Linked DNA regions of Sus scrofa: region 2 is linked to region 1. Evidence: chromatin contacts called from public promoter capture Hi-C data. All regions are on one chromosome and are shown on one strand. The core of a region is the stretch at or near the end of the contact, and the rest is flanking DNA. Distances in the headings are between cores, read along the strand shown.

What was found. Promoter capture Hi-C pulls out the DNA fragments that hold promoters and counts their contacts.
Region 2: a promoter capture Hi-C map of liver shows a contact between it and region 1, with 3 times the contacts expected there. The contact joins two enhancer-like sites. A contact is called at or near these places in 1 of 5 promoter capture datasets (liver) and 1 of 47 Hi-C or Micro-C datasets (liver).

What each region holds. Positions count from the first base shown.
Region 1 is chr8:100,726,687-100,729,590 of Sscrofa11.1, reverse strand. It overlaps a transcript of SPRY1 not described here. Among named protein-coding and RNA genes, the nearest start is that of SPRY1, 130 kb to the left of the region's middle. Within about 2 kb of position 1,315, at least 36 of the 83 cell types and tissues checked have an H3K27ac peak or open chromatin away from gene starts, as enhancers often do. A contact at or near this core is called in liver, where this site is marked.
Region 2 is chr8:100,993,701-100,996,884 of Sscrofa11.1, reverse strand. All of the region lies in intron 15 of SPATA5 (spermatogenesis associated 5), which reads left to right. Among named protein-coding and RNA genes, the nearest start is that of SPRY1, 130 kb to the right of the region's middle. Within about 2 kb of position 1,489, at least 16 of the 83 cell types and tissues checked have an H3K27ac peak or open chromatin away from gene starts, as enhancers often do. A contact at or near this core is called in liver, where this site is marked.

The DNA.
Region 1 (2,904 bases), core at 66-2,565:
GCTGGGTCTGACCCCTCACACCTGCCATTTATGGGCACAACCTCCCCAAGGTGTCTGTATTTTTCTCCCAGGTTGTTTTGTAGAAGACGACACAGAGCCTAGGAGGGATCTACATGGTAAGAGTTGCTTTGTTAGAATCATCCTAAATGCTTGTTGAATACCTAGAGGAGCGAACACTTCACTGGTACACACCATCTTTGTAGACTTTATGTGAGGTCTGGGTTTGTTGCTGTTCTTGAGTTACTTCTCTGAGGACCACTGGGGGTGGGGGTAGGAGAGGGGAACAAATGGAAGAGAGTTGAGCTTTGACAATCACAGTGGAAAAGCTGTGGGAACCTCCCTGAATATGCCAGGGCCAGGCACCAGTGCTCTAAAAAGATGTCCTCAGTAGCATTTGGGGGGGATTGTATGGTGTTCATGGACCGCTGGTTATTGCATAACTGGGTCAGTAAGAGGTCAGGGAGGCAGGAGCGGGGAAGCTGTGGGCTTAGAGGTGGAACTAGCCGCCCTCCCAATCGGTGTGCAATCTCTAGAAAGAACATAAAACTAAAAAACGCCTGTTTGGGGGAGTTTTCTTTATCACAAGATCAGGAGAGGAGATAGCTGCACTCCTTCCACTCTGCATATGACACAATACAAGTATCATCAGAAAAAGCCCCATTCTGAGAGAGCAGTTAGAGTAAATGCACGCGAGGAGATTTAGGTCACCCCTGGCCCAATCTGGTGGTGATTTGAATCCCTTTTAGTACTTGAGAAAGGAATGTTTCATCTGAAGTGGAGTAGCCCTGAGCGTATCCCCTCCCCCTTGCAGGTGGCTGATGGTTCCTGGGGGATGAGCTGCTTCCTCCAGGGAGCTCCCTCTGCAGCTGGGATAGAGGCGTGTTTCTGCAGCTGTCTAACCTTTAGCTTTATCTGTCTCTCGGTGACCTCTTTGTTTTATAAGTCCGTTTATTTGCTTGTGCAATTGAGTTTTCTTAGAAATAGAACAGAGCTAGAAAGAGGCCAATGTTTTGGCGGTTTCCTCTGAAGGAGGAGCAGCAGTCGTGGGACCAGGCATGGCAGAAGTGGCCGATGCCCTCACAGCCCCTAGGGTTGGTTTATTTTCAGACCGTGTAGTGAGGTCTAGTGGGCAGAGAAAGACCATCTCCCTTGTTGGAGGTAGAAATATCTGTGGGGTTTACCAGCTAATTACTTCTCCATGCCTTGGGAGTTCAGAGAATTTGCTTAGCAACTGGCCTGACCAGTCCCCCCAGCCCTGCTGCCCCCCGACATTACTGGACTTACCGGTGGGGCCGATGGAGCAGTTTTTGAGCTAAACAAAGATTCAGCATTTTGTGAAAAGGGTGCCACTCTTTTCCTCGATGGGACCTGAGCCTGTAACCCAGTCCAACAAAACGAGGGGGAACATGCCAAAAAAAACTTTTTGAGAAACAGCACAGGCAGTAGGAAATCATACTGGTCAGGGCTTGTTTTCCTGGCGCAGGGCCTCATTCCAACCTGTTGCAATCAGCTCTCTGAGTGTCTATAGGGACACCCTGGTGGAGGGGCCCCTCGGAGGAAAGGAACTTGTACATGGCTGTTTGACTGGGCTCCTTGCCAGGGGCTAAGTTCAAAGTGCAGTTTCCAGTAATTTGCTGGGACTTCTCTGTGGGTTTGATAGGCCAGGACAGAAGCCTGCAAGCCGAAGTAATATTTCCTGAATTCTGTCATTTCTTAAGAAGAGGAGGAAGGTGTGTGGAGGGGACTGGGGCTTGGCGGGCTTTTGTTGGCTCTGAGAGCAGATGGGCCTCCTTCCTCCTGCTTCCCTGGCCCTTTCTCCTCCTCCTGTCTGGGGTCCTGGGAAGCCTGGCCCTGGACTGGCATTGCCTGAGCATGCCCCCCCGCCCTCGCCCGGGCACCCATGATATGCCCACCGGGTGCAGACTTTCGGCCCTCTGTTGATGGACTGCGTGCGCTGGCATTATTTGGAGCCATAAAGTTGTCGAGTAATGGCAGCATGTTCTTGTTTTCTCATATCTGCAGGATGAAAGTGAACATTTTTATAATCCTTCCCTCCTTTCAAGCCCCTTCGTGAAACATGTGGGCTTGATTAAAGGGGAAAAAAGAGCTACAAAGAGAAGTTAGAGTTTACACTCCTTCCCCCCAGCCCTCTTCCCAGTGCGCTGCGGGCAGGGCCCATCTTCTTGTCATTTCACCTTCGTGTCTCCCCCCTGCGTCTGGCAGAGGACTTGACACGTAATAATTCTGAATGAATCTTTATTCAATGAAGGGGTATGGGGAGCAGTGGAATCTCATTTCAAAGCAGTGTTTGGTAGAACAGTGTCCTTTCTATGGCAGGTAGAGGCTCGTAGGAATGATGCTTTATTGATTTGATTATGGCTCATTTTCTGTAACAAGGATTGTCTTCCAGAAATGTGTGCTGTGGTCTCTGTATCAGTCACGCTACTTGGAAAGGACCCAGCTGAGACGATAGGCACGAGGAACAGAGGGGAGAGGCGTAGTGGGCAGTGGTGGGAGCTGGGGTGAACTCCAGATTCTTTCCTTCTAGCACCACATGGCCATCACTTTTCAACTGTCCTCCCACTACCTCAGACACCCCTAAAGCCACAAGGACAAAGCCCCAGGAATATGCTAAGGGATGAGGGGGTTAAAGGGCCTGAAAATAGCCTGGGCCACAAAGTTCCTTCTCCATCTTCCTGAATTCTCCGGCTACACATTTATTTTCCTTTGCGAATTCGCCTCAGAAAGACTAACTCTCTGTGCTGCTCTTCCTCTAGTCTGAAACTTGAATTATAGCAATTTAACATTATAACATAATTCCACTGCAATAAAGCAATTTGGGGCTGGCAGTGGTGATGGAGTGGATGGTGGTGGAAATGGGGAGCCGAGAATCGACTGCAATGG
Region 2 (3,184 bases), core at 240-2,739, 270 kb before region 1:
AGTACCAAGAGGTTTAAATGATTTATTTAAACACAGCTAAAAAATAGTGGAACTAGAATTTTAACCCAGTTAGGGTGATTCTTTTGCCTTCATTTTTTAACCTGTATGCCAAATTACAAATTATACAGAAATTGAAAGAGTTGTAGAAGGTTGTATCAAAGAGAAGAGTTTTAAGCTGAAAGTTGAATAAGAAGTGGGGCTTGCCTAACAGACTAGGAGATAAAATGTCATTCAGAGCAGAGAGAATTATGTGTGAGGACAAAGATGCAGAAGGCAGCTTGAAGCTTCACTACCGGTAACTGCGTAGATGCTCTTGGACCCACAGAGTGAGAAAGGAAAAGTGGCTGCATATAACTTGGAAAACTCAAATCAAAATTATAGAAGCCTGAAACACTATACTTGAATTTGACTTTTTCCTTTGAGGTGCTATTAAATGGCTAGAAAACGAGAAGTTACAGTATTTGCAATTAGAATGATCATTTTAAAGAAGATGAAATAGAAGTGACAGTTTCAAGAGAGATTTAAGAGTTACCTTTAACATACCTATTCTTCAGTTGAATTTAAAGGAAGTGGGAAATGTCTAGAAGAAGCACAAGATTTCTTTGAAATAAATCAGAAGTGTTATCAAGGATTCACCTCTCTTCTCTAGTTTCAGGAATAATTTTCTCCGTGAATCATGATATATTGATATGTTTTCATTCAAGTAAAATGTAAAGGCTTAGTGCTGCTTTTCTTTACAGAAAAATACACTCCCTGCACTCACATACACACCCTTGATGATCATTTTAAATAAATAGGAGCCAATGGTAGTATATTTTCAATAAAGAGCATTTAATATATTCAGTGGGCATTGCCTTGGGTAAAATAGTATATGGAATTGGATCTGGAAAGCCCATTTAAAAGGTCATCTAATAGAGTCATTCTTAGTCTGGGGTGCACAAGCAGATTTCAGCTGAACTCAATGGAATTACTTGCAGAATTGTGTGGGGTATTTTCTCATCTTGTGTACTTTGAGAAGAATTCTTGTCAGAAGTACATAGGCCTCTCTGATTAAAGGACCATCATTTTCACACATGAGGGAACAGGCTGTTAGAGATATAAAGACTTGCCAAGGTCTTGAATAAGTTCTCTGGTGAAGGCAGTTTGCCCAACAATTTTTTAAACAGAGTTAATGTAAGACTACAGTGTCTATGACCTTGCGGCCAGAAGTGTTTCTTCTGGGCTTATTTCTTCATTGAGAATTGTTGTATGGTTTTTTTAAAAATAACAGAGCATGCTGTCATTCAAAATACATTCTTCCACCCTAATGTTGCAGAACAGTATTTTTAAAGAAATTCTAGGAAGGGTGTTAACTCATTCAGGGCTTTACAGGAAGGAAAGCTCTTTCCTACCGTTTTTTTTAAGCTAACTTTCACTGACAAGATCAGGCCAGAAAAAGCCTAGTTTGGCTGTTGGCCCAGACAGTGTTATAATCATTGAAGTGTACTCAACCTGCATTGCCCAGGGACAGCTACAACTTGGGGTGGGGGTGGAGGGCAGGAAGTACAGATGCATGCTGAGTGTTGTTCCATTGACTTAGATGACGTGTATGCCCTATATCCTCTGCCGTGTTGTTCTTTCAACTACTAGAAAGGAAATTTTAAAATAGCCTAGAATGAGTTTTCCCAGAAAGGTGAAAAGGATAACTTCAACTTAAAAAAAAAAAAAAACAAACAAGCCATTTGCAGCTGTATCCCCAGCAACAATAAAATAGAGGCTGGTACCTGTAGATGTGTTATAATTTTTTTGATGATAATTTTTTATATAATTTTGGTAAATTTTTAAATAATTTTTATACTTGTATCATATTTCAGAACAAGATTTTTTTTTTCTTGTCCCCTGATGCTGAGTATCATATTGTACTGGCAGGATAGTAAAGTAAAAAAGGTCTGATTCAACATTCTGAGACCCCCTGATTTCAGTTTAGTTTCTGCCATTTATTGTATGATCTTGGGCCTCATTTTCTTTTTCTTAATGGGGATATATGAATACTTAATTCATAGAATTTAGAATAATATTAAATGAAATATAGTACTGTGTGAAAATTGCTCTATAGATTCTGAGGAGTATATAAACATTAATTTTATTTATCTTAGATAATATTTTTAATAATTTGAAAAAATATGTTTACTTGGAGTTTCCTGGTAGCCTAGCAGTAGCTGAGGATCTGGCATTGTCACTGCTGTGGCTTGTGTTTGATACCCAGCAAGGGAACTTCTTCATGCTGAGGGCATAGCCAAAAAAAATAGGGAAGAAGTAATTCCCATGATTGAAGTACAGTTTTGAATTTTATGATAAAATACATATCAAGGAAGCTGATCATGCGTCATTTCTACCTAATGAACTAATGTTAAATGTAGAGAATAGTCCAAAAATAACTAAAGCATTCATTTTTAAATAAAATTACTATATTTACTTTGTTAATTAACTTTTTGCTTACTAATTTGTACATGACTTAAGAATTAATAGATACTTGATAAACCAATTAACATCATATTCTAGGTATTGAGACATGTGAAAAAGTATACAGCAGATTTTTCCAAAGTGAAAATGTGATATTAGTTTTTGGGATGTTCTATAATTAAAACCTGGGATAGAATTTCTATATACTACTGAAGATCCCTTTTGGAGATTTTTAATACTCATTAATATAAGCTGCAAAAATTCCTGCATATAGAAACTTGTTTAATTTTTTTTCTACCCAAGTGTTTCCCTAACTTATTTAACAAGAAAACCCCTTTTTTTTTTTCATTAAGATGTGAAAGTTTGGCTTATATATAAGAATCTAACTTAGACAAGTTCTTCTCAAAGCTATTTTCATCAAAATCCAATCATTGGGTGAAAAGAATTTTTTCTAAAAGCAGGAAAAAAAATTCGTATATCTATATATACATACACACATATATATACAAATATATGTATATATATGATTACTCCTACTTCCTGAAATCATGATGATATTCAAAAGCAACATAGTAACATGATTAAAATGCAGTTATGAATATAATCAGAAATTCTAACCAAAAAATTCTGTTTTATTGCCCTTTTTTTTTTTTTTTTTTTTTTTTTTTTTTTAAATGGCCACTTCTGCAGTATATGGAAGTTCTCAGGGCAAGTTTGAATCAAAGCCACAGCTATGACCTAT